Regions from separate parts of the Sus scrofa genome. Here region 1 is linked to region 2. Evidence: chromatin contacts called from public HiChIP or PLAC-seq data. All regions are on one chromosome and are shown on one strand. Each heading gives the region's core, a stretch centred on a gene start, on an enhancer-like site or on the middle of the called end of the contact. The rest is flanking DNA. Distances are from core to core; before and after follow the strand shown.

The links. HiChIP or PLAC-seq counts read pairs in DNA pulled down with a chosen protein or histone mark.
Region 1: an H3K27ac HiChIP or PLAC-seq map of alveolar macrophages shows a contact between it and region 2. The contact joins the promoter of OLFML3 here to the promoter of NRAS in region 2. A contact is called at or near these places in 1 of 5 promoter capture datasets (fetal liver) and 1 of 2 datasets of contacts at active chromatin or transcription factors (alveolar macrophages).

Annotation. Positions count from the first base shown.
Region 1 is chr4:106,565,794-106,572,752 of Sscrofa11.1, reverse strand. OLFML3 (olfactomedin-like protein 3) reads left to right here and starts at 1,667. Exons shown (of 3, transcript XM_021090022.1): 1 at 1,667-3,153; 2 at 3,504-4,146; 3 at 4,471-5,775. The coding sequence starts at 3,927. The coding sequence ends at 5,291. It overlaps HIPK1 (homeodomain-interacting protein kinase 1), which reads left to right. Exons shown (of 16, transcript XM_021090012.1): 16 at 1-1,344. The region is part of intron 2 of LOC102157897 (a long non-coding RNA gene); the gene reads right to left.
Region 2 is chr4:105,843,397-105,850,586 of Sscrofa11.1, reverse strand. It overlaps NRAS (NRAS proto-oncogene, GTPase), which reads right to left and starts at 4,674. Exons shown (of 7, transcript NM_001044537.1): 1 at 4,595-4,674; 2 at 3,956-4,083; 3 at 1,473-1,651. The coding sequence starts at 4,066. CSDE1 (cold shock domain-containing protein E1) reads right to left here. Exons shown (of 19, transcript XM_005655417.3): 18 at 6,536-6,668; 19 at 4,852-6,165. The coding sequence ends at 6,118.

The sequences.
Region 1 (6,959 bases), core at 418-2,917, 730 kb before region 2:
GAAAAAAAAAAAAAAAAAAAAAAAAAAAACACCACAAAACACTCCACTCCTACCCACCCCTCCCCACCCCCAGTCCAATGAGTGGATACCACTTAAGATAGGAGTCTTCACAGGGAGAAGACAATACCAAGAGCTTGTATTGTTACCTTAATCACCTTACTAGCAATGTGTGGCTTTAAGAATTTTAAACATTTTCAGTCTTAGTTTGCAAATTGGCATTTCAGACTTACCAAGATAAAAACATCCACCCATGTCTGTGTATATGTGCTCAGTGTGGCTTTAGAGCCTGTCCCTGGGGCTTAACATTACTGGCCCTGACAGGATGGGGGAAGCCCCTGGAATTAAGTGAGCATCTGGCCCAGGTCACAGTGGCCTGACCTCAGATCAGCTTAAGGCTTTAGGTCCTCTCAGAATTTGTATTTCCAACTTCTCCCCTTCGGGGTGAGAGAGGAAGTGGGAAGGGTTAGGTACAGCCACTCTAGGCTCAGCAGGACACTAGATCATTCCAGAGTTTTCAGTCGCTTCCAGGAAGTGATACTACAGTCAGTGCTCAGCTAAAATCCCCAGGCCCAGGAATAACTCCACTTAAACAGTTGTGACCATCCATCGTCCTCCACTAGAGGGGCTGAGCTTGACTGCCTAGAGCCAGGCAAGCACAGTAGTGTGTGTTTTCTTCAGCATTATTATGCAAAACCCACTGGTTAGGGTGATTTATTTTAGGATAGGAAATGAAATTGCCTCTCAGTGACAGGAATGACCCAAGCCTGCTTCCTATTTCGATTTTTTTTTTTTTTAAACTGATGGATGGTGCAGCATGTCTACATGGTTGTTTGTTGCTAAACTTTATATAATGTGTGGTTTTGATTCAGCTTGAAAAATAATCTCACTACATGTAGCAGTACATTTTATGTACATTATATGTATTGTTAGTATTTCTGCTTTGAACCCTTGATATTGCAATGGAATTCCAACTTTATTAAATGTATTTGATATGCTAGTTATTGTGTGCGATTTAAACTTTTTTTGCTTTCTCCCTTTTCCGGTTGTGCGCTTCCTTTTACAACAAGCCTCTAGAAACAGTTTCTGAGAATTACTGAGCTTTGTTTGTAATGCAGATGTACTTAGGGAGTATGTAAAATAATCATTTTAACAAAGGAAATAGATATTTAAAATTTAATACTAACTATGGGAAAAGGGTCCATTGTGTAAAACATAGTTTATCTTTGGATTCAATGTTTGTCTTTAGTTTTACAAAGTAGCTTGTATTTTCAGTATTTTCTACATAATATGGTAAAATGTAGAGCAATTGCAATGCATCAATAAAATGGATAAATTTTCTGATTCAAGTGGCTCTCTTTGATTTCTGTTGTAAGTGTTCCAAAGGGTCGGTAATAGGCATCTTTGGAATGGCCAGGTCCATTGCATCTGAACCTCAGTAGAGTGTTAGAGGCAAATTCATTCTTCATACAGATCTCCACGCAGAAATGAATAGGGGTCGGTAGAGGACGCTTCCCAAGAATGGAGCGTCCAGGGCCCTAACTTAAGATCATCTGGATCTGGCCCTCTGAAAGAGGCACAGACTTCTCACACTGGTTGTAATTAAACTTTGCCTCCTAGCATGTTCCACCAGACATCTAAAGTAGCAGAATGAAAATAAGAATAACCACAAGAAGATACTATTTTTTTCCCAGAGGAGAAGGACATCTGATCAGATTTCTCTTGATTAAAGTGAGTAAAATTTCTCCTGATAAGGAATTAGAGCTTCATTCACTGCAGGTCTCTGAATAAATGCTGTGTTTGTTTGAATTCTTTTGATGCATGTGTTTTAGGACAAGGGTACCTTACGGTGGCCATTAATTCATTTTGGGCTGGCTCCTGCAGTCCTACTTTGGATATGGAAATGAGAAACATTTAGAAAGGCCCTTTGGGGCCATAACCAAGAGAAATGATCCATAATCTCTTCTCTCCTATTGGTAGGGAAGTCAGAATGCATTTATTTTGATTTAGACTCAACATGTTTTTCTGATTTTTTTCCCCCTAAATAGATGAGTGTAAAATTAATGTGAACTCACTCAACACTCCCCAAGTTTGGTAAGAGAATATGCATAGATGATTTCAGGCAAAGGAAGACTATATATAGAAAAGCTCTGCTGTCAGTCTCACGTCTAGATAATCAAGAATTAATTTACTCATTTCTCAATGACCTATTTTTGGGCTTTTTTTTATATAATTGTTTATTTCAATTACATTCTCTTAGGCTAAATCAGAGAGAGATTGAGATAGCCCTCATAAATAATTGAATAGCCCCATGGGGAAGGCTGCATTTTAATCATGAAAATCCCTGTAAATTCAATCTACTTGGCTTGCTTTGTGGAAAATTTTCCTCAAGAGGTGAAGTCTAAGCCTTGGTTTCCCTGTTAATCCTGAGATGACATCAGGTGCTTATTTAGCACAAGGTGGCGCCAATGAGCTCTAGAAGAGGTAGTACAGACGACCTCCAAGGCCTTTTTTCCCATCTCTTCCCCATAACCCTCATCACCCCTGCTTCCGGCTTCCACTAAAGGCAGAAAACAATTCACACTATTTTATTGCCGGTAAAGGAAGGAATTAATGAAGGATGTTTCTTCATTCAGCACTGGGAGCATTCTGAAACAGGAACAGAGTTTGCTGTTTTCTCTGGGGCCTCTGCCTCCTGCTGCTAGCATCTTTTCCTTGGTGACTGCCCAGAAGGCCTTTGCCCTGGGGTTTCCAATCTCCTTCCCTTCTTCTGGGGAGCCTACCAGCCCAGGCGGGAGGTGGTTAAGGCTTCTGGCTTCTCTGTAACAGGGCCATCTGTGTTTGATCAATCCAGGCGGAAGGGAGGGGGTGGCGGCCCGTAAGGAGACTGAAAGCATTCCAGAGTAGTGAGGGAGACTGGGAGATCCAGAAAGAGAGGAGGCACCGCCCCCAGCCCGCCTCCAAAGCTAGCCGCGCCGCCCGCTAGAGTGGAGGAGGCTGGCCGCACGACTGCACGCTGCCGGGCCCTGCTCTCCCGCTGCCATGGGGCCCCGCACTCCTGTCCTCATCCTGGTCCTTTTGTCGTGGTCGGGACCCATTCAAGGACAGCAGCAGCACCTTGTGGAGTACATGGAACGCCGACTAGCTGCTTTAGAGGTAAGTGACTCCTTCTCTCCTGGCCCCGCCTGGAAGGATTCCACAGCTTCTGTTGATTTGCCCAGTTTGTCGGGGATCTGGGGATGACTAGTTAGGGCTCTGTAAGAACCTACAGAAAACTCCCTCTTTTAATAAGAGGACCTTCAAAATGGCAAGCCCTCCTCTTCCCCCACATGCATAGGGCAATTCCAGAGCAGAGACCTTTGCATTTTACCCCTGGGGTTAGATGGGATAAGGGAACAGAGTAGAAATGAGAGCTAGGGTTGTGCGGGTGCATTTCAGGCTGAGCTGATGATTCTGTGAAAGTTGGAAGTTCTCAGCGAATCTGCAACTTTCTGCCTTTTCAACAGTTTGAAGTCTGTAGCAGCCTATTCCTGAGAGGAGGCTTGTATAATGGAGCTGAGACCCCTTCTCACCCTCAGGCGCTCAGACTGCCCCAGAGGCTCAGAAGACTCAGTGGCCCTGCTCACAGAACGCGGGCTGAAGGACAGACGTGGAGACGGGGCCTTGGTGAATCTCAGCCGGGCTCTCTGCACATTTAGCATCTCTGAACATTTGGTTTCCTTTCGGTGGGGGTTGAAGGGGATGTTGATGCCTGGCTGAGTTTGTACTTTTCCCTGTTCCCAACTCCCTGGTTGGGCCTCTCCCTGCCTGGGAGCTGTAACCCTTCAGCCCTCCCTCCTGCTACCCCGTCGTCCCTTCAGGAACGGCTGGCCCAGTGCCAAGACCAGAGTAGTCGGCACGCTGCTGAGCTGCGCGACTTCAAGAACAAGATGCTGCCGCTGCTGGAGGTGGCCGAGAAGGAGCGGGAGGCGCTGAGAACTGAGGCTGACACCATTGCGGGGAGAGTGGACCGTCTGGAGCGGGAGGTGGACTATCTGGAGACCCAGAACCCAGCCTCACCCTGTGTGGAGGTTGATGAGAAGGTGACCGGAGGCCCTGGGACCAAAGGCAAGGGCAGAAGAAGAAATGAGAAGTACGACATGGTGACAGGTAAGTGATCTCAAACAGGCTCCTGACACTCAGTACCTTTACTCGTCCTTGGCTCTTTCCCTTTTCTTTCCTCCGTGTCCCGGTCCCTTGAGCTCTGTCTTCTGGAATCTCTTAGGGAAATCTGTGGTGTCAGGTTTGTTAAGGAGAGTTTCTGGGGACCCAAGCCTCTGTGGTGCGCTTTTTCCCCGGCCTCCGTAAGAGTGGAGGCGTCCACGGGGCAAATGCCTTCTCTTCTCCGAATGGCCCACCGTGGGGGGTTCCTGCAGTGAGCATCTAACTCGTGCCTGTGTTTCCTTGTCCTGTACTTTTCTCCTTTCCCACCAGACTGTGGCTACACAATCTCTCAGGTGAGATCAATGAAGATCCTGAAGCGGTTCGGTGGCCCAGCTGGTCTATGGACCAAGGATCCACTGGGGCCCACAGAGAAGATCTTCGTGTTAGATGGGACCCAGAATGACACGGCCTTTGTCTTCCCAAGGCTGCGTGACTTCACCCTTGCCATGGCTGCCCGGAAAGCTTCCCGAATCCGGGTGCCCTTCCCCTGGGTAGGCACGGGCCAGCTGGTATATGGTGGCTTTCTTTATTATGCCCGGAGGCCCCCTGGAGGACCCGGCGGGGGTGGTGACTTGGAGAACACTTTGCAGCTCATCAAATTCCACCTGGCAAACCGCACAGTGGTGGACAGTTCGGTGTTCCCAGCAGAGGGTTTGATCCCCCCGTACGGGCTGACGGCAGACACGTACATAGACCTGGCGGCTGATGAGGAGGGCCTTTGGGCTGTCTATGCCACCCGGGAGGATGACAGGCACCTGTGTCTGGCCAAGTTAGACCCACAGACACTGGACACAGAGCAGCAGTGGGACACGCCGTGTCCCAGAGAGAATGCGGAGGCTGCCTTTGTCATCTGTGGGACCCTGTATGTCGTCTATAATACTCGCCCGGCCAGTCGGGCCCGCATCCAGTGCTCCTTTGATGCCAGCGGCACCCTGACCCCTGAGAGGGCAGCACTGCCTTATTTCCCCCGCCGATATGGTGCCCATGCCAGCCTCCGCTATAACCCCCGAGAGCGCCAGCTCTACGCCTGGGATGATGGCTACCAGATTGTCTATAAGCTGGAGATGAGGAAGAAAGAGGAAGAAGTGTGAGGGAGCTGGTCTTTGTTTTCTGAATCTCCTTCGCCTCCATCCATTTCTATCCCTCCCAAAGTTTCTGCTCCTCATTCTCCAGATGTGCGCGAGTTGCGATTCAGATCTCCTCTTTTTAGCCAATGGAAACCAAACTCTCATTGCCCCCTCATTTCACATGGGACTCCAGATCTTGAGGAATCCCTTTGGAGCTGAGAGAGAGAGAAAGCCCGCAGCAATTCATTCCTGCTCTCCTGCCCCCTATCGAAGAATTTCAAGCCAGTGAAAGATGACTCAGACCCAGAGCTCTGACCCTTGTAGGGGGGCGACCCTGGTGAACAGGCCACAGATTCTTTTTTGCACAGTGTGAGTCAGGGGAGAGAGGGCTGGGAGGAGACTTTGAACTCGGCCCCTCTCTCCTTTCTCCCTTCAGTGCCCTAAAGAAGGAGACTCGAGACTCGGTTTGTACTGCGGCATTTTGCATTAAAAGGAAAATCCTCTGCTCCTCGCCTGTGTTTGTTTGGGGTAGCCCTCGGATCAGACTTCTCCCCGTGACCCTCCGTCTTCTCCTCCGCCCCATCCCCACTCTTTAGGCCACATTAAGGACTTGGCTGGCCTCCCTTGCTGAGGGAGAGGGGACTTCTCCGGTTACAGATTTTACTGTGAGGCGCCTGGAGAGGCGGCAGAATCCCGCCAGTCGAGGAGGTTGGGCGCAAGGCCTCCCTCCACACCCACCGAGGTCCGCAGCGGCCCTCCCAGAACCACCCGTGGCACCGTGCCTCTGGCCACGAGACTGGGGCCCAGGGCAGAGCTTCCAATTCTCTGAGGTTTTGAACCAGAAAATGGATTTTAGTCCCACTGATAGTCGAGTGTGGAAACCAGCGCCCGGGGGCCTGGGTGTTGTTCAGTAAGAACTTGAAGTCTCACCTTTGGACTCTGCCCCCTACGCTGAACCCCACTCCCATCTCCAGCATCAGGCTCGTCCCCAGGGCCAGGTTGCACAATCGTGCCTGGTCTGAACCACTCTGATTTTCCTGCTGCCACGGTGTCTGCGGTTTGGGCAAGGAGGAGGGGCAGTGACCAAGTCCCAAACGTTAGTCTAGCCAGTTTCCCAGCACATCCCTCTCGCCCCTTCCTCATTCCCACCTTCCTAACCCCAGGCCTGGCACCTGGCTGCAGTCTGTCTAGGAGACTTAACCCTCTCCTGCCTATCACTCTGGCCTTGGGTCTGGAAATGCAGAAGGCCTTCTGGGGAAGGAAGAAGGGGCAGGAGGAGGAAGCCCGGGCTTTGGACTCCCGCCTCTAGGAATCTGCTGAGCTCTGTACCAGGCCCCACTCCAGCCTCAACCTCACGTCCAACGCCCAGGAGCAAGGCAGGCTGGTGGACAAGATCCAGCATTTTGACAGTGTGCTGATGTCAGGCAGCCCTGGGAGTCCTGGTTATTGATCCGGGGGGGGGGGGGGGGGGAGGGGGGAGGGGAAGGAACAGGTCTTCCCCCCTCATCCCCCCATCCCAGGACAGCCCTCCTCCTCCACTCAGGGTAGGGTGATCAGTCAGGGCCCTGAGATCCTCCCTTTGTCGTCTTTTCTGGTCTCCCCAGGCGGAGCTGCTGGAGGTTGGGGAGGCAGGGGCAAAGCAAGGCAGCGCAGCACCTCACAAACGAGCTTTGTCGGGAGCCCGGGGCGGGA
Region 2 (7,190 bases), core at 3,425-5,924:
CCTTTTCTAGGGCCTCTCCTGTGGCATATGGAGATTCCCAGGCTAGGGGTTGAATCGGAGCTGTGCCACTGGCCTACGCCAGAGCCATAGCAACTTGGGATCCGAGCCACGTCTGTGACCTACACCACAGCTCACGGCAACGCCAGATCCTTAACCCACTGAGCAAGGCCAGGGATTGAACCTGCAACCTCGTGGTTCCTAGTCGGATTCTTTAACCACTTCGCCACGACAAGAACTCCATCAGCAAATATTTATTAGGTACTTGCCAAGTGTTGAGCATTTTAAGTGCTGCTCTTAACTCTAGGAGAAAATGGAAAGTAGAGCAGGCTTAGGAGAAGAAAACCAGTTTTGGACTAATTTGTTTCTTGAGTCATTATCTTCATATGGAGCATACACCAGGACTCAAGGCTACAGGCAGAACACTTGCGTGAGCATTTACTCTGTGCTAAACACTGTTCTGAGTGATTTACATATTTATTAATTTTCAAGCAACTACTGGTGGGTACTACTATCTCCATACTCTAGATAAGAAAACCTAGGCACAGAGATTTAGTACTTTGCATCTAAGTTCCATGGCTAGGACATGACGGAGCCAAGTTTCAACCCAGGCAGAGTCTATATTCTTAACCTTCATGTTATTCTGCTTAAAGAACACTGAGCTAAGAAAAGGGAGCCCTGGGTTTTTGGTCCTGGATCTACCACTAATAACAACCATAATGACAAAAACTTAACAAGCGAACCTCTGAACTCTGTTTCTGATTCAGTAAAATAAGAATGCTGTACTAGAATTTTTTACGGTTCAAATTTTAAGGTTCTGCAGAGAAAGACCATCTTTACTTTCCTCTGCCCAATCTGTTCCTTCCTGCTATCTTCTCTATTACTTAGTGAAGACCGTTTTGCAGAGGTGTTTTTCCTCTCTAAAACCCCCTTGCAATCTCTCATAACAACACCTCTAGGTTTTTTTTGTTTGTTTGTTTTTGGTCTTTTTGCCATTTCTTGGGCCGCTCCCGCAGCATGTGGAGGTTCCCAGGCTAGGGGTCGAATCGGAGCTGTAGCCACCGGCCTACGCCAGAGCCACAGCAACTCGGGGCTCCGAGCCGCATCTGCAACCTACACCACAGCTCATGGCAACGCCGGATCCCTAAACCACTGAGCAAGGCCAGGGATTGAACCTGAAACCACATGGTTCCTAGTTGGATTCGTTAACCACTGAGGCACAAGGGGAACTCCAACACCTCTAGTTCTGGATCACTCCCATTAGCAAGCTTCATTTATGTATTATTACGCATTCTAGCCGTAATAGGTTATACCAAATAAACTGTGACATTAACTTTCTGTAATAACCCCAGATTCTCAATGTCACAATCCAATACCAATTCTTTTCATAATTAAAGAGCTATATCTTCCCTAGTGTGGTACCCTCATCCCCAACCCAAACAAGATCCTTTCAGAAAAAACAATGCTCCTAGTACCTGTAGAGGTTAATATCTGCAAATGATTTGCTATTATTGATGGCAAATACACAAAGGAAGCCTTCGCCTGTCCTCATGTATTGGTCTCTCATGGCACTGTACTCCTCTTGTCCAGCTGTATCCAGTATGTCCAACAGGCAGGTTTCACCATCTATAACCACCTGTTTTCGGTAAGAGTCCTGGGGATGTGGAAGGCAGGGGTTGGGGGGGGCAAGGAGAGAGGGAGATGCCATTTGTATTAAAAATCACAGGGAATGCAACACTACTGCCAAGGTTAAATAAGCTCCTAACCAAGTCCATTTCTGTCTCTTCCTCAAACTACTAATATATAATCACAAACAGAAAGTACTTAATGCCACCCTAGAAAAGCCCCAAGTTCTGTATGTCTGCAGAAAGGAAAATGTGGTCACTCTGTTCCTGGAAAAGATGAAGAAAATGTGGTAATACAAAAGACAGTTCTAATCCACTTAGACTAGAGATTAGGTTCACAGTGTATTTCACTAAAGTATGGACTGGATCGCTCTTATTTGAGCTGTTTATTGTCCGTTTGTAATTTTAAACATACCTCCACCAATTAGAACTTAGCCCTGGATATAGGGTCTTTTGCGTTTAAGACTAAATACACAATTACCTTTCATTTCAAAATTATGATACCAAAATATTTTTCTCATCATGACAGATTATACCTTTGGGAAATATTCCTCAACCAAATTGCTAAAGGTTCCAGACACAGTATAGTTACATTAATTCCTCAGGAACATAGACATGCACAGATCATATTAAAAAATACTTTCGATTTGGCTCTAAGGCAAAAATTTTACTTGTATTTTAATATTTATGTTCTGGAGTTCCCGTCGTGGCTCAGTGGTTAACGAATCCAACTAGGAACCATGAGATTGCGGGTTTGATCCCTGGCCTCGCTCAGTGGGTTAAGGATCTGGCGTTGCTGTGGCTGTGGTATAGCCCAGTGGCTATAGCTCCGTTTAGACCCCTAGCCTGGGAACCTCCATATGCCATGGGTGCGGCCCTAGAAAATAGACAACAACAACAAAAAATACCAAAAAAAAAAAAAAAAAATTATGTTCTGGGAATTCAGTTCAAAGAAAATAACCTCATCACACTTAGTAAAGATCTAGCTACAGAAATGGTATGCAAAATAGTTTGCCAGCCCACTGAACAGCTCCTCTGTAACTCACTCTGATGTGGGATTTTAATATACTTTTAACACAGAAGTCACACTGCCAAAATTTCTTTGAAGCATGAAATATGGTCCAATGTATGAGTGTTCTGAGGAAATGAGCAAAAAAAACAAACACAAAACAAAAACCATAAAGCTATGTTTTAGTTAAACTAATTTATGATAATACAAGTCAATGAAGTGGTTATTTCCTGGCAGGGTATGGGGGTTTGACTAGAAAGGAGCATGAAAAAACTCTCCTGGGCATTAGAAATAGTCTATATTTTTATCTACATGGCGGTTACATAGTATACACAAATTTAAGATATAGATAAAATAAAATACATTTTATTTATAAAAATATTTTATAAAATATAAAATAAATAAAACTGAAAAAATAATAAAATGTTCTAACCATGAACACTAAAGCTATTAGGCCTAAAATAAATTCTGCCAAGGACTAATGACTAATTTTTAGTAACGACTCTATAAGAATTAGCTTGCCTTAAACACTCAGTGGCTGGGTGGTAGGAAGAGCAGGGTGTGGATTAAAATAAAATAATCTCTAGAATTAGACATTCTAAATTGAATAAGATTACAAAATTCTGTACTTAAAGGACTTTAGATGCCATTTACTGAAGCCCATGTGTAACATGAACTCTCGCAAAAACAAAAGAATCTTTAAATAAGTAATAGTTACAGCAGTGCTCTACCAATCACAAAATTTTAATAGTTTTTCACAACATCCCTTGAGTGGCAGGCAAAAACAAGTTTATTGTAATTTAATAGATGAGGAAAATGAGGCTCAGAGAGATTAAATGATTTGCTCACTATCACATTACTACAGAAACTGCAAAGAGGGACCGTATTCCCAGGCACAGTGACTCAAAATTTCATACTCTTTCTACCCCAACTCAGTCTCAGCTGCTTCAACTAGCTAAAAAACACCCATCTCCGAATCCTTTATCTCCATCCTGCTATTATTCAATTATTCTATCTATGGCCCGTGCTTCTTTTTAACAGAGCTATCATATATGTAGAAACTTGGAGTTCAACATTGATTCTGCAATAGTTTACAAAACTGATTTTAGAAAATGTTCAGCAGCTAATAAAGTGAACCCTTATTCACAAACATGGAAAGCTTTACTTATTGTATTACTGAACACAGTGTCCCAAACAATTTTACTTTCTCTCCAGATTACTCCTTTAGTTAAGTTAAAGTATAGCTGAAGGGGATGGGAAAGGGAATGGCTAAGAGTAAACCTAGAGAGCGGCTAAGGGTCAGCGCACTACCACTGGGCCTCACCTCTATGGTGGGATCATATTCATCTACAAAGTGGTTCTGGATTAGCTGGATTGTCAGTGCGCTTTTCCCAACACCACCTGCTCCAACCACCACCAGTTTGTACTCAGTCATTTCACACCAGCAAGAACCTGTGGGAAAGCAGCAGTTAGGGTTAACTGGCGAACCACATCTACAGTACTTCAAAGCTTTCTGTAATCAACAGTAACTAAAACCAGAGTTTGAAATGTATCGGTTCCATACTTTCACCCACTTGGTCCTCAAAGTGATTCAGGAGTGCAAAAACATTTGCAGGTTACTGTTGGCCACAGAATTCTGGATTAATGTTCCAGCTACCCCCACCCTCATCTATTTTTCAAGTCTTTGGGCCCCGCCCTCAGCCTAGGGTAAAGGAAACCCTTCTTCCTACTCGTCCTGCAAATCTTCTCAGCTCTAGGGGGCGGCCTTCAGGTGGCCCCCTCTTCTTACTCCCCTACCCGTATCCAAAGAGCTCCCCCATAAGGGATCAGAACGAAAGAACCCCCCACCCCAAACCTCCCGCCCAGGGCCTTTGTCTCCAGCTCTCAGGTTCCGCTCGACTCCTGGCAACAAGGAGTCATCAGTATGCTCCAAAGCCGAATGCTACACACGCCAAAGACTTACCTCAAGCTCCGCCGCCTCCGCTTGGGACAGATTAGAACCACAACCGGGAAAAATGTTGGAGACCCCGGAACCGCCATGAACAGCCCCCACCAGGGAGCGGCACTTCCGGCCCCGCCCGCTACGTAATCAGTCAGCGCCCCGGGCGCCGGAGTCCCCGCCCCAGCCACGTGGGCCTCCGACCCAGAGTCACGCGGCAGGCCGCACCCAGACCCGTCCCTCCCATACAGGACGTTTTAATAATGAAAGCGCTTAGGTGCTAGTGTCTCAAAAATCAGTAAAACTTTATTCGCTTCCATTCTTTCGCCATTAACAGAAAACCGGAGAAAGCAAAAATGTTATGTTTACAAAGATAAACGGCCTCTTTACCCAGAGAAGATCAAAACCTCAAACGACAACGGGGAAGACAGAAGCACCCTCCCCCACATCCCCTGAGCTGACCCTTGTCATCTTAAGACAAAGCCTTTAGTCCACTGGCCAGGGACCCTGTATATGGCCAATTCAAGATGAGGGCCAAGAAATCAAGACCAATCCGTTCCCGTGATATAAAGTTGAATATAAGCTACACCAAGGGTCAAGTGCCTGTATTTTTACAGGACACAGGAACCAGGCGGCTACTATAAAAAAAACAAGATTCATTTCAGGCACAACTTTTTTATTTTCTTGTTTTGTTTTGAAATCATTAAAAGAAACTGGGTCCTAGAAGCTGCAGTGATCTAAGCAGCAGCAAGTTTGTGCATTCGTCTTTTTTTTTGTTTAAATATGTTTAAATTATCATACTGCTGGCACACCTCATTTGCATGAAATTCTGCACCATACATACTAATTGTAGTAAAGTTACCCCCCAATCCCGGGGTGGGGGGGTAGAAAAAAAACAAAAAAACACCCTACTCTGGAAGATAATTTTCACTGAAATCTAACCAAACTTGGTTAAGTGGACTTTTTGACAAGATTATAAATGATATGAAAAATAACATTTTAACATTTGGCCATCAACTTAAGGAAATGGTTTGCCTATACAAATTTCTGTAATTTTTAATGTATTCTACCCTCATATAGTCCTCAGAATTAAAGCATAATGAAAAGGAAAGAAAAGAAAAGGAAAAAGAATGCAACTGAGTGCTAAGGCAGAATATCTTGCCAGAAGTAATGAAGGTATATACTAAATACCAAGTGCAGAATTTCATTGGGCCAACACGATAACAGTCTGTATCACTTACACAGGCGAAGTGGATTTTGCAATTACCAGTTGCGTTAAATGCACCAAATAAAGCTCCTAAAATTGATACTATAAGGCGCCACCTTAAGTTTTCCAGGCTGCAACTGTGCATAATTTTAAAATGGTTTTCTTAAATTTATTTATTTTTTTAAACATAACACGAGGAAGGTGTTAAAACTGGTGTAATAGCTCAATATAATAAGTATTCCAGATTTTGGGAGGGATGAAAAGGGAGATATTCAGAACCCTTCACCAGAATCCCCCCAACTTGATCATAGTGGATTAATGATGTGCTTTGTGGATGTGGTTAGTCAATGACACCAGCTTGACGGATCTTTCTTTCTGCACCAAATCCCTGTGAAGAAATAAAATTGCAGTTAATGACAACCACACAGTACATTCACAATTCCAAAATGGACTACAAAAGCATTAAACTGTCTCAGCCACCACAAATTCTCTGGCAGAAAAGAACTGGACATCTTACAGTAAGCCATCCTGATCTATTGCCTAAACTATGTTCAAAGTATCAGGAACACCACGAAATGTGCTTCTTATTGTAAACACCTGTTATGTTAGTGGCTGAAACAATGGGCAGGGAATCCTAACTCGTTATAAGTAACAGTGCAGCTTCTTGGTAAATTAAGCTCTCTGAGTCTAAAATAGGACTTCAAATAGAATATTGGTCTGTCAGTGGTTGTGCCCCCAAACCTTGTACACCTTCGTACCATTGAGTTATCTGGTCCCCTTGGCTGACGAAGAACCATTAGGCGAGGAGCACTGGCATCATCCAGGGTGATGTTCTTCAAACGATTGACCAGCCTATCAGGTCGTGGAGCTGCAACAGCCTTGGGGCCCTCGCTGTGACAAAATCAAGAAGTGAGAAGTAACACTTGGTAAGAAGATGGTATTTGCAGAGGAGTGTATTTTCACCTAACCAAATGACTCAGTTTTAATGAGAGGGGACTCTTGCCTCACCTAGCTAACTAGCTGGAAAGACAGGACAGTCAAGTTCGTTTTTGTTTTTATTCCCAACTCACAGTTTATTACTGCGTAGGAGCTGGAAGAATCATTTGAGTGAGGGGCATCCCTATACTGGTCAGCAACTAGAAAGACCAGTTCCACAGACATACAAAACAAAGTAGCGGGTATGAAAAACCTTAGAAAAGGAAAATATGAAGAAATATTTCCAGAAACTCTCAGCTCTTCACATGCTAAAATGTTATTAACCAAAACAAAAACACAGTGTAAAAACTATAAAATTAGAATTTTATGCAGCATATAACCTAGAAATTGCTTGATGGAAGAAAAAGAGCTAAGCAGAATCCTTCAGAACTATATAATCTTTTTATACTTAAGACTTATTATACTGTAAGCACCCAA